3 separate regions of the Mus musculus genome follow, and regions 1 and 2 are each linked to region 3. Evidence: chromatin contacts called from public HiChIP or PLAC-seq and Micro-C data. All regions are on one chromosome and are shown on one strand. The core of a region is the stretch at or near the end of the contact, and the rest is flanking DNA. Distances in the headings are between cores, read along the strand shown. Region 1 holds the start of Mier1 (MEIR1 treanscription regulator). Region 2 holds the start of Oma1 (OMA1 zinc metallopeptidase). Region 3 holds the start of Usp24 (ubiquitin specific peptidase 24).

Region 1 (4,154 bases), core at 992-3,491, 3.2 Mb before region 3:
CTTTGCAGGCAGGGGAGAATGAGCCAAGCATCTGGACTGTGTGTGAAAAGAGTAGGTAGCCTCTTCAAGAGGTGTAGTGAGTCTCTGGAAGCCTGTACACACAGTCTGGCAGAAAAGCTTGGCAGCAGGACTTCCTGACAGATCTTACCTGACTGAGGATGGCAAGCCCTACTTAACCAAGATAGGGCTAGTGAATTGCTACACATACCAAGGGGGTAAGGAAGGGTTTCCAGAAGGACATAGCTTTTCTGAAGGTGGCTTCTTAGACTCTGAACAATGGGACTGTGGAGAGAATGAAATGCAAGTATACTGAGCTCAATAGTAATGTGTTACGTGTGACCTACAGGATTAAAGCTATTTCTCCTCATCGCTAGAATGTCTAGGAAACACCCCAGAACACTTTATTTTTCTAACAGGGAATATGTAGAGGGAATTTTCCCCTACAGAGGATAATGCCATTTGATGGTAATAATATTGATTGGAAATATCAATCAGTTTAAAGGCATTTAACAATAAGTGCCTGATTTTCTGACTTTGAGGGCTCACTCAGTAAGTAGTTAAGGAATCTTGAGTCTGCTCTTTACCATAGTTGAAATTTTTATTAATGTTTTAACTGAAGAATCAAAGACTCAATAGACTAAAGCAACTTGAACTATAATACTAAAATTCAGCAATACTCCAGTTTTCCCTTCAGTGGCCAGCAATAATCCACATATATTTACCTTGCATATTTTAGTGCAAACTGCCCCCTGAACCCTTTATTATTTTTAACCTGTGCCCACATACATCCATTAGTTTTTGTCTTCAGGGTTTTTTTTGTTTGTTTGTTTTTTTGTTTTTTCATCCAGTGAGAACTATTTGGATAAGAGCTGACATTTTAAAAAGTCCAAGGTAGTCCCTTAACTTAATATAACTGTATCAGTGCTAAAATATTTATTTCCCTCCAAGAATTTGTGGGGGGAGGAAGCTTATATAATCTTTAAAATAAAGTGAAAATACTATAACAAGTGCAGTAAATGGTAAGAATTGTTTGTAGATTTGGGAACCTTAAAAGTTTTCCTTTCTCTTCTTTCCCTTGCTTTTCTTTCAGTAGAAAATGTGCATCAGATGTTTATGTTTAATTGGTTTACAGACTGTCTCTGGATTCTTTTCCTGTCAAATTACAAGGTAATGTCCTTTCACTTAGCAGCTACTTCGTATACCTATACATGCAGTTTATTCATGCACAAATTGTTATTGGGCTTAAGACTTTCAAGTTCATGTCCAGTGTTAAGAAATGGGAAAAGGCTTGATGGAATCTAGAATTTTAAGGAAATAGAAATCATTTCAGAAATCAGCATTCTCCCAAGTGCATTATAAGTATGATGTTTAAGAAAGTTGTATGTACACATTTGTGCAATGATTTTTTTAACCATGGTATATTCCTCAGAGGTAATGAGTATCATTTAACTGATTGATTTTTGGTAGTCATTTTTGAAAAACTTAATCATGTCGGAAAAAACGCTGGCCTTTAACAACAACAAAAAAAAAGCTTTTAAACTTACTGCCCATTTTAATATCTGCCTAAATTATCTACTTTAGGGAACCAGATAAATCATTGGCCCTGGCCATTATCAGTATGGACCTCAAGGCCAGTTAGCAGTGCATTAAAACAAACTTTCTACTTGCAAGTATTTTAGGCATTGCAAATATGTACGTTCTGTCTCCGTGCAGTCAAGTAGGCATATCCATAGAAGAGCATTACTTTACATTTGAAACTTTTGTATATTTGTGCAAAAATTCATCCGTGGCAGAGCTGTGTTGCTCCTGGCATCACAAAAAGTGAGGAAAATGTAATGTTCTCTACTCTTCATCTTTGCGCTGGGCCAATTTGGGGGAGTTGGAGTTTTCTTGCTAGGAATCACCAGGGGAAGTATTTGTCAGAGCGTTTCGTGTTGCTGTCGCGCCCAGGCAACATCTCTTTCCCAGCAAAAGCACTTCAGAAGTGACCGACCGGTAGAATAGGAGGTTTTTTTCTCCTGCAAAGTGAGTACCCTGAGGGGACCTCTCCGGACCTCGCGCGCGGACTGCCCCGGGCTCGCCCGGGCCCGCCCCTCGCGCGCTCCCCCGGGACGGCGGCCGCGGGATCGCGCGCTCCCTGCTCCGCGCGCGCCCGCTGGCCTCTCCCCTCCCGTCCCGCCGAGCGGGGCGCCGCGAGGGGGCGGAGCGGGGTGTGGTGGCGCGCTCGGGCGGCTCCTGCGCGTTCCCGCCGAAGCGGCGGCGGAGAAGGCAGCGGGAGCCCCGCGGCCCAGGCGCACATCCGGGTTCTGGCCGCGACCCGCCGCGGCGATGTGACCCGGTGGCGCGGCCAACATGGCGGAGGTAAGAACGAGCGCCCCTCCCCGGCGGGGCCTCGGTGGAGGGCTGCGGGCGGGAGGCGCGGGCCTGCCGGGGCCGGGCCTGCGGCGCCGCTGCCCACCTGTTGTCCGGCCCGGCCGCTCGGCTGGGCTTCCCGAAACTAAGTTGGGCGCGGAGGCGCCGTCGGACTTGAGGCAGTTGGGAGGCGGCCGCTGCGGGAGGAGCGGGCGAGGGCGCCCGTCCGGAAGCCGCCCAGGGCGCAACTTCGCCGGCCGGCGCGGCCCGCGGACTCCTCTCTGCCTGCTCCCGCGAACTTTCTTCCCTCGCGAGCCCAGAAGTCGCTGCTCCCGCCAGCCCGCGTCACCCCCGCCAGCCCGCGTCACCCCCGCCAGCCCGCGACTGCTGACCTGCCGTCTAGGCAGGGGGCGAGCAGGCTGACACACCTTGGGTTAGTTTAGTAGTTTTCCTGATAGTGGAGAGGTGAGCAGGAGAAATTAACCCAGTAGGCCCTATCCAGCTTGGGACTCTTCCCCCTGGCCGAACCTCCAAGTTTCTTTTCCACGCTATAGCTCCTGAACCAACTAGGCTAAAAACTTACAAATCAAAGGTGCCTGTAATTATTTACCTTTTATTTTGCTCTTCTTAGAGAAAACTTTTCTTGTTTCTCTTGTCCCTCTGCTGTAGGATAGAACCCAAGGTTCTTGTCAAGGCAGATAAGCAAGCGCTCTACTACGAGCCACATCCCCCCCTCCCCCCCAGCCTTAGCTTCATTTCCTAGTAAACAAGTTCCTTTGGTTAGTGTTCTCAGATGGGTAGGCAAGCAAGTTGCTTTAGGTGTAATTAGATCTTAGAATGTGCTGTAGGAAATTTTAATATTTTGTCTGGTTTTAAGCCATCGGTCCTGTGGTTTGTTTAATTTTTAGTCGGTGAATTTCGTTACTGTTTGTTCCCCCTGAGTTCATATTGTTATATTTGGACTTAATGGGATCTCTCTTGAGGCAAATCTTGTAAACACTTGATTAATAAAGCAGTAAGATTGCTAAACATCTTCATGTTTTTCTGTCGAGAGCACCCAAAAATAGATTGAGGAAGTATTTGATTTTATTTACCACTTAGCTCTCAGTTTTCAACTCCTTCATTTGCTAAATGAAGCAGAGAAGTAGAGAGTGACTACTTTTGTTTATACATAATATCTGTAAGCCTTGGGCTACAGAAACATAAGATGTGCCTTTCCTGTACCAGTCAAGCTTCCTGGAGTGTTAACTTGTTCTTCTGTTATACAGTGACCTTTAGGTTGATGTTCTGAAATTTTAAATGTTATTTATTTATTTGCTACTAAAAGAAGAGGAGCTTTCCTGGAAGCTGGACTGTTTGCTGCCAGTATTGAGAAGACTTGATATTACTTAGCGCTAAAACGCATTAGTTGTGTTTTCAGGTGGTTTTTTTCCTATTCATAGTCAAAGAATTGCAAGACATGAGTAGTGGTCGCATTACTTTTACTTGACATAGATATGCCTGGGTGTGATCCACCAGCCTTTCTTCCCTGGGCTCCTGTGCTACAAGAGGAAGTAGAGTGTATAGATGGCTTTTCAGGCATCTTATCAGCTAACCTTCCCTGGGCTCCCGTTTGCTGAAAATCTACAGGATATATGTAGTATTTGCTACACTGCTGTGCTGTGGCCTCAGGTCTATGTGGTTGGACAGTCACACTCCGTGGCACGTTATTGATACGAAAACACGGAAACCTAAAGAAACGTCACCAAAAAAACTGAGTGCCAGCATGCAGTGTTTTGTTATAGAAATGAAAAGTGGCTGCA
Region 2 (4,546 bases), core at 1,803-4,302, 3.0 Mb before region 3:
GGTCATGTGTTGCAGGACAGGTAGAGCCTGGCTGGGAGCTGGTTCCATGCCTGCTGCTCTCAATTATGAGATCTCCTGGGGGGTTTTGAACCTCCTCCAACCTTACCAGTTCTTCTGCCTGGTGGCATAGTCCACTTGCCCCACAACCTTGTTGATGGCTTCTCTCCCCCAGCACTCCAGAACTATGAAAGCTATCCAGCAGGGAAGGATTTCTAGGTCAGCACAGGTGGATTTCTCTAAGTTTTGTCATCAAAATGTGTGATATCTTCTGCAATAGGGTCTTATCAAGTTCTGGTGAGAAACCAAAAGCAATGTCAATAGCCTGTGTTTGAGGGGTCTCTGGGAGTCCCAAGTCCAACCACTCAAGGGGAATATCCATACCTGTCAGTGGGTAGTTTATTTGTGACTTCTGGAAAGAACATTTTCCACGGTGTTGGGTAGCTCCATTTAAGTACATATTTAAGAAGTTTGTCGAGGTTTCCATGTTCTCCCCCAAGCATCCCAATGTTAATTATCCATTTCTCCACATCTTCCTCTGTCTTCTCTTCCCACCCCTTCCCCAAGTATCTGTCTGTTTGTTCCTCCATATCACCTGTGCTCTGTTCAGAGTGCAAAGAGCAAGTGGCTGTGATTTGTTCAGACACGAATGGGGACATCTACATCATACGCCTTCCTCTAAGGTTCAGAGAATATCACTGAAGAGGAGGTGGGGAGATTGTATGAGTCAGAGGTCAGGGCAGACTGGGGAGAAACAGTGTCATCTAAATATGACAGGACCATTGTATTTACAGCAGCTGTGGGAGCCTGTGTAAGACTTGCAGAAGACCAAGCCAGTCAATGGTCCAGCATGGAGTGGAAGGGGCTCAGATGAAGACCACTGACTCTGCATGGGAGCTATTGACGGCTGCTGGAGGAGGGGGTTCCCCTCCCCACTGGGGAGGTGGTGGTAGAGGGTGTTCTCTGGTAGGTCAATCACTCATTGGGTTTCCCACCCCACATGTGTGTATGGGCCACATTAATTAAACTCAGTGGGTTACTGAAAAAAAAAAAGAGGGCACGAAATTGTGAAGGGAATATGGGGTCATCCTGGAATATAATAGAAATACATTATAGGCATATATGAAATTCTCAAATAACAGAAATCTTATATTATAAAAAACCAAAACCACCAACAAAAATACAGAGCTGAAGTCCTTTAAGAAAGATAAGCATATGAAAGTGACCAATGTCAGGGCTTGATAGATGGCTCAGTGGTTAAGAGCACAGCTGCTCTTCCAGAAGTCCCGAGTTCAATTCCAAGCAACCACATAGCAATTCATCGTTGATGCCTTCTTCCGGTGTGCAGACTTACACACGTACAAAACACTTATGTAAGGAAATAAATATTGAAAAAAAGGAAGTGACCAATGTCAGAGACTGGAACCTCATTTTCATCCATGACCAAGAACTACATGTAAGAAACAAAACATGTCTACATGTCTAACATATAAATGAGGGGGCTGGCAGGCACTATGTAAATGGCTCATAAAATGTCTCAGCCAGTTATCATTGATCTTCTCCTGCCCCAGTCTTCCACGAGCTGGGACTAGAAGGGTGTGTCACTATACCCAGAAAAATATCACTATCTTTAAATGAAGTTAAGTATTGGTAAGTTACCATTAATTATAGCATACTGAATACTCACCCCAACCCCCTTCCCTTCCTTTTGGCTTTCTCTATCTATCTAATTCTCTTCTTACTTTTGTTGTGTTGTTGTTGTTGTTTTTTGTTGTTTTTGTTTTTTTAGGTTTTAAGACAGAGTCTTACTCTGTAGACCATGCTGACCTGGGATTGACCATGGAATCTGCCAACCTGGTTTTGAATTCAAAGTCATCTTCTGGTTTCAGCCTCTTAAATGGTAGAACTGAAGAGATAAACCACCATGCCCTCGTTTGAGTTTTAAAATGTTTAAGTTCTCTAGGGTTCTGTCTCCCAACTTCTATTTTCTCTTAACCCATCTACCCCTTTCCTCAATGGTACCCAAGGTCTGACTCATCTCTTCCTTACTGGTGACTCTGCTAGTTATGTTCCCAGCTCCCATTGGGTTGTAGAACCATGTTCACTCTATGACTGCTTATAAATATTTCCACAGCCCATCTAGCGGATGTGATGGATTGAATACGCCTAAACCTTCAGTGTAGTCATGCTCTCTGTCCACCTTTGTCAATCCCTGCTTCATGATGTCTTCCTTGCAGTAACCATATGATATTGATCACCACCATGAAGTGTCTGTCACACATTAGATAAATATTTGTTGAATACATAAATAGTTGAATACATAAATAGTATTTTTATCTTTAATGTGTGTCTTAGGTAGCCTATTAGAAAACCAGAATAATTCATATAATCACAAAGCATCTTTTTTTTTTTTGGCTCTGGTGGGTAGCTGCAGCTCCCACAGAATCATGCCTGCCAGTATTCACACTCCTTTGTAAAACATTCCCACAATGAAATCTGGTCTTAGGACACTCCAGGAGCTGTTGTCATGAATACTGCTGACCACTTATAAGTCTGGTGTCCTAGAGCGATCATGGTGAAACAGTCTTTCATATTTAGTCTTATTTTTATGCACCTTTATCTAGGACTGAGGGATGATTGTTAGTAAGTAATCGGGATGCTGGAGTTAATGTTATACCTACGATCAGAATGATCAGTGCAGCTTCAAGTCAAGGCATCATAGTTCTCCAGCAGCCCCTGGAATCGCTTTCCTTTTGGCAGAACTGGTGTAGAAACTACAGCAGGCACGGTTTTGCATGGATCCAACACAGCCATGCCAAGTACCAAGGAGGTGTAGAGTTCCTGGCAGGTAGCTTAAATCTGGGCTATCCTCCTCCCACCACACGGGGGCGAGACGGCGCCACAGTCCGTACAGCCGCAGCCGGCCAGGACTGGGACTGGGGAAACGGACTTGGCTCTCACAAGGGCGGAGCAAAAAGCGCCGGAGAGGTCCCCAGGGCAGGAAGTGAGGGGGCGGGGCTTGGGAAAGGTGTGCGCCTGCGCGGAGCCGGCTGTTGGATTCCGCTCGGGCTGTGGCTTCAGTGCGCGCTCACGGTGACGGCTCGGCGTTCTTCCAGAGCGGGGCGGGGAGGGCGGAGAGGGGAGCGGGGCCCGGGGGATTCGGGGACCGCGGTGGGCCTAGGCCGTGCCGGACGAGGCGAACGGCTCGGTGGGTGGAGCTTTCTGGAAGTTTGCCTCCCGCCTCGGGTGGTGGCTTCCTCCTAAGCGGCGCTTCCTCCAGGCGTTGCCGGTCTGGCCTGTGCGGGTCTCCCCTCCGCCTCGCCGCTCGTCCTTGTGCAGAGCGACACATGCTCTCCTGCCCCAGCTCGCAGCATTAGCGCAGTCGGAGCAGTTCCAGGGAGCTCATTGGTTTCCTCAAAAACTTGTATTCAAGGATCACTTGTTATAATACTTAGCACTCGCGGTGTGACGGGGAGCAACTGTGCTGGGGCAAACCTCCGCCAGAAATGTTAGTCCCAGCAGATGAAAACCCCACATTTGGAATTTAGGAGTTCATCGCCTCCTAGCGTCTCTCAAGGTCTTGGAGCCCTCTTAAAAGGATTTAACTTCATAGGCATCATCCCGAGCCAAGATGCAGGGGTGCGGTGTGACATTTGGAAGCTTAAGAGCCAACCCTGATAACTTACTTTTTTTTTTTTTTTTTTTTTTTAAGAAGCTGTCCATCATGTGTACTTAGCTGGAATGATTATTTTAAAGTGCATGTCCTATTTTTGCCAATCTGACAGCTGTTTCCATAGAAACTAGAGAAGAAATTGTAGTTTTCAGTAAGAGTTGTTAAAACTGTCTCCTAGCCATCAGCAGTGAGTGCGAGTGAGTGCGCACTACTTGCTCATTCTGAGATGGCACTTGAAGAACTAAGGGTTTGAAATGTTCTTAGAGGCTAGCAATCCAAATTGTGTAATTTTCTCACATCATTAATTTCCTAATCCTACAAGTCTGCCAGCTATGTTTGTTGGCCTGCCACAGTTCTTTGAAGAGCACACGTCAGTCCCAGTTCTTCTTAGGTGCTGTGTAGTGTAGTGACTGGCTCTTTGAAAATGTATAAACAGATTTCTTTCCCCATTAAAAACATTTTTTTTTTGAAGGATTAATCAGTGATTACGGATTAACAACTACGGTTTCTATTCTGGATGGCACTTGATTGCCAGTGTTAGAAATGCTAATGATTTTAATTATGTACCTAGTGTTTGGAGCTTTTGTTTTTACCTTCTATGGGTAGACTACGTTAAATATGTTTGCACCTGCTCTGAAATGAGCACTTTTCTCATGAGCAGATAGATCCCAGCAGTTCGAATAGGGTGCATGACATTTGGAAGAGAGTTTATTTTCTGAGGGGGGATATCTATACACTAGATGTTCTGTCATTTAGCAGTGGATGAAGGAGGCTTGGAGAAGGTGCCTTTGGAACTGGGAAGCTGGAAGCAACATTAGGAAGTTTATTGAAAAGCTCACAGATAACCAGTGGAAATTACAGAAGAGCTTGCTTGGC
Region 3 (4,303 bases), core at 1,450-3,949:
GTAAAAATGACTAATGGTAGGTAGAGTCCTTCATGTCTTTAAGATACTCCACCATACCTTATTTCTAAAGTCCTATGTACCTTTTCTTTTTCTCTACGTTTCTAAAGAAGATATGTGTAAAAAAGGTGTAATTTTGTTGTTGTTTTGTTTTATGAGACAGGGTTTTGTGTGTGTGTGTGTAATAGTCCTGATAGTCCTGGAACTCTATTTGTAGACCAGGCTGGCCTCACAGAGATCTACCTGCCTCTGCCTCCCAAGTGCTGGGCTTAAAGACTTGTACCATGCCTGGCTGCAATTAAATTTCTTTAAAGTGTTTTTTATTTTTTAACATTTCTGGATTTCCTGCAATTAAATTAAAAATGTAAATGAAAACATGAATAAGACAGACATCTATACTTCCCCAATTTAACAAGATTTTTCTTTGGGACTAGGTCTCCTGTAGCTCAGAATGGCTTTCAAACTTACTACATAGCTGAAGATGACCTTGACAACTCTTCTTAATCTCCTATCGCAGCCTAAGGGCTGGGAGGGACAGGCATGAGCTACCACACCCGGCTTACTCAACGAGGTTTGCTTTTAAAAAGGAATGCAAAAAATCCTGGCATTGCTGTTGCATCCTCAAATGACACTCAAATGACTTTTTGGTAGCTCCAGGATTTGATTCAAAAGTGGCCTTTTGGGGGGCGGGGGAGTAGGCTTTTGTGGGGGGGGGAGGAGAAAGGGGGTAGGCTTTTGTTGGGGGGAGGCTATTGTTGGGGACAGGCTTTTGTTGGGGGAGGGTAGGTTTGGGGTAGGCTTTTGTGGGGAGAGAGTAGGTTTTGGGGTTAGGCTTTTGTGGGGGAGGGCAAGTTTTGGGGGGCAGGCTTTTTGTGGCTCCTTTCCAGTTCTCATCACAGACTTGTTTTTCTCTGCTTCCTTCTCTGCTTCCTCCTCTCAGCTAAGCACAGCTTCCTCTGTCATGGTCTGCAGACCTGCCACTGCTGATGAGCCTTTTTTGTGCCATCTGAGTGGGCTGGCTCTCCTCTCATTACCTCTTCAGTTCTATCCAATCTTAGTAGCAAGCAATTTTTTGTTGTTGCTAACTCATTTAGTAGTTTAGCTGTTGGCTTAACTCTGCAAACCCAAGGTAGAAATGGAATGTTTTTATTTTGCTTTCCATCATTAAATGGTCCTTTTGTTCTCCATGGCATTGCCAGCATCAACGGTATCTGACTTGGTAAATGGTACAGTTGGTCGTTCTGTGGCAAGGTCTTGCTATGTATACGTAATTCAGGCTATTCTTGAACTGGAGATCTCCCAGGCTCAGCTTCTGGAGGGCTGGGATTACAGGTGCCCTGACCTATTGTGTTGGTGTATATTCTGTGACAGGATGCTTTCAACTTAGACTACTTTGGTCTTTATCTATTATATGTACTTAAAATTTCATTGACACCCCAGAACTTACCTCTTATTCAGGTGTCTACTTTGTGATCAAACCCATTACTAGCCTTTAGTAAGAATAATAGAAACTATATCTATATAATGATAAATTCACCCCGTAAATAATCAAATAGCTGGTGTTTACAAACTATCAAATTATTAGGCAAGAAGCCACCAGGATCTGAGGGGGAAAAATGCTGGCAGAGAATGCAGAGAAAAGTTCTGAGTGCTGTCAGTAATTTCAGATTTGGGCTATGTGAAGGTCCAATTGTTAAGCCATCAGAAATGTTTTAACAGTGTGAAAAAGAAAGGTTAGTGGATTGGGGGGTGGGGAGGGGGTTCAAGAATAAAGCAGGATTAAGACCAAAGCAGATGAACTAATAAGCAAGTATGTGAGAAGGAAGAGGAACCAGCATCTTGGGAAGAGAACCGAGAAGAAACCTAGATCAGGACACTGAAACGGGAAAAGGGGCAAAGGGGACTGGCCATGGTAACGCCAATGAGGTGGGAACAGAAGGCAAAAAGCTAAACAAACGCTGGAAGACAGAAACAGAGGGGAAAGTCTTCACCCCTGAGCCAAAGACTTCAGTAGAAATGGGTTGGTGGTCAGAATCAGGATAGAAGTAGACACCCAGAATATTTCCATGTGTCTGTGTCTGAAGGACGGTCATACAGTTCTGGCTGAAAAGTATGGTAAAGTTTATCAGGCCTGGTGGGACAGGTGGTCAGTGTTGTTGGGAGTGGGAGTTCAAGGTCTAGGGGTCTCTAGAGAAGGCTGGAGGGTCGAGGGCGAGGGTGTGCGGGGATGCTCGTCCTGCGGATCTGGGCACCCGTCTGTGGGCGGCGAGGAGGGCTTCAGCGGCGCGTAGGGTCACTTTCCTCGGACCGCAGGACACTTCAGGAGAACCAAGCAGGGTTCCGGGGGCGGCGGGAAGAGTCACCTGCGATGGGACACGAGTGTCGTCAGGGCACCGAGGCCCGGGCGCCCGGGGACCTCAGCGACACCGGCAGCGAGCCGCTCGGCGCCTGCCCCTCCCGTCCCAGAGGGAACCTGTTGCCGGGGGAAGGGGTGGGCGGGAGGCGCAGGCGGAGGACTCTCGTGCTCTCTCTGCGCTCCGCGGCCTCTCACCTCAGACACGTTCGGCGCACGCCCCTCCCTGGCCCCGGCCTGGGAGAAACACACACGCGTCCGCACACCCACAGCTCCGCGCCGCCCGAGCCCGGGGACGGCGGCCCGAGCGCCGCCGGGGCTGCTTCCGGGAGCGGAGGCGCGGCCCCGCGAAGAGGAGGAGCAGGCCAACATGGCGGCGCGCAGGGCTGGGCCGGCCGGCCGCGCCTGAGCGCCCCACCACCCCAGCTCGGCTCGCTGCGCCCACGCGCGCACCTAACCCTGGCCCGGCGGCCTCGGAACGCGCGGGGCGGGAGCTCAGGGGCCCTGCCGGGGACGGAGCCGGGGCCGAGGCAGCGCGGCACGGCCCGCCAGGCCCGGGAGCCGCAGCTTCGCCGCACGCCGGCCGGCGCGACTCCGAGGCCGGAGCCATGGAATCGGAGGAGGAGCAGCACATGACCACGCTGCTGTGCATGGGCTTCTCGGACCCGGCCACCATCCGCAAGGCCCTGCGCCTGGCCAAGAACGACATCAACGAGGCCGTGGCGCTGCTCACCAACGAGCGGCCCGGCCTCGACTACGGTGGCTACGAGCCCATGGATAGCGGCGGCCCCAGTCCGGGGCCGGGCGGCGGCCCACGGGGCGACAGCGGCAGCGACGGCAGCGGGCCTTCCCGCGGCGGGAGCACCGGAGGTGGTGGCGGCTTCGATCCCCCGCCCGCCTACCACGAGGTGGTGGACGCGGAGGTGAGTGGGGTTGCCCTGACCTCACGGGAGAGGCCGCCGCGCTGGAGTCCCGAGGACAGGGAGCGTTGCCAGCCCGGCTCGCAGCGGGACTTTTGGGCGGGGGCTGTAATGAAACTCGGGGCACCGAGATAATAGAACACCAGTTCTGGTCCGAGATCGGGGTCACTAGACTGGGGTCCTATGGAGAGAAGGGCCTTGGGGGAGGAATATTCCCGCGTGGAGTTAGGTATACAGTTCTGGGCCGTGGCGGGGTCTCCATAGGCTACCTGCTGAGTCTATGCGGTGGGCAGGAATCCCGGGAGGGATGGGGAGGAGGGCCCACATTTCCAAATCCGCGTGGCTTGGGAAATGGGAAGGACATGAATATCAGGTGTCAAAACTGAGGTCCCAGTGGACCAGAGTATTTGTGACACTAGATTTCAGTGAAGGATTGGGATAAGTACCAGTTCAGAGTCAGAAATAGTGCTCGCTATAGGCCTGCCAGAGTGAAGGCCTTTGCCGGGTCAGACAGGAGGACCAGTGGGGTTAGAAGAAGGGTTTAGGTTTTTAAGCCAACCGTTGGAAGAGGACAGGGTCTAAAATGAGGAAGGGCCTAGACAGGACCAGGAATGATAGGAATGAGTATAAGGCAGAGGAGCAGGTTTGGCTGTTTTAATGTCTGGGTTGTAAGGATGGGCTTGACTAAGGTCAGGTATTAGGACAAGTAGTGGAATGGGACTGAGATAAGGAATGAGTGAGAAGCCTGGGCAAGGAGTAGGAGCAAAGGAAGGGCCAGACGGCGATGAGATCAGGAATGGGAGGTCGAAGCTGGCGGCGATGAGATCAGGAATGGGAGGTCGAAGCTGGGACACGGCCTGGATGAGGGGAGTAGGGTCACTGAAGAGAAATTAGCCCGAGGAGAGGGGTGTAGCCTCAGAGAGGTTAACATGGAGGCGGGGGTGGGAGGGCGGCATAGACTAGGGAGAAGAAATGGGACTGGAGTCTAGAGAAGGGAGTCTAGTACGTACAGCCAGATCCCTCAGATCTTAAG

The links. Hi-C and Micro-C count contacts between places; a contact is called where the count stands out from the background. HiChIP or PLAC-seq counts read pairs in DNA pulled down with a chosen protein or histone mark.
Region 1: a contact with region 3 is called in a Micro-C map of embryonic stem cells, with 3 times the contacts expected there. The contact joins the promoter of Mier1 here to the promoter of Usp24 in region 3.
Region 2: an H3K4me3 HiChIP or PLAC-seq map of stem cell-derived neural progenitor cells shows a contact between it and region 3, with 12 times the contacts expected there. The contact joins the promoter of Oma1 here to the promoter of Usp24 in region 3. A contact is called at or near these places in 1 of 39 promoter capture datasets (pre-B cells) and 2 of 115 datasets of contacts at active chromatin or transcription factors (astrocytes and stem cell-derived neural progenitor cells).

Annotation. Positions count from the first base shown.
Region 1 is chr4:103,117,149-103,121,302 of GRCm38.p6, forward strand. Mier1 (MEIR1 treanscription regulator) reads left to right here and starts at 2,242. Exons shown (of 13, transcript NM_001039081.2): 1 at 2,242-2,361. The coding sequence starts at 2,353.
Region 2 is chr4:103,310,794-103,315,339 of GRCm38.p6, forward strand. It overlaps Oma1 (OMA1 zinc metallopeptidase), which reads left to right and starts at 3,053. Exons shown (of 9, transcript NM_025909.3): 1 at 3,053-3,090. It overlaps Gm36523 (a long non-coding RNA gene), which reads right to left and starts at 2,929. Exons shown (of 6, transcript XR_867961.2): 1 at 2,679-2,929; 2 at 1-1,365. 4930456L15Rik (RIKEN cDNA 4930456L15 gene) reads left to right here. Exons shown (of 4, transcript NR_045887.1): 4 at 792-1,039.
Region 3 is chr4:106,313,514-106,317,816 of GRCm38.p6, forward strand. It overlaps Usp24 (ubiquitin specific peptidase 24), which reads left to right and starts at 2,700. Exons shown (of 68, transcript NM_183225.2): 1 at 2,700-3,273. The coding sequence starts at 2,959.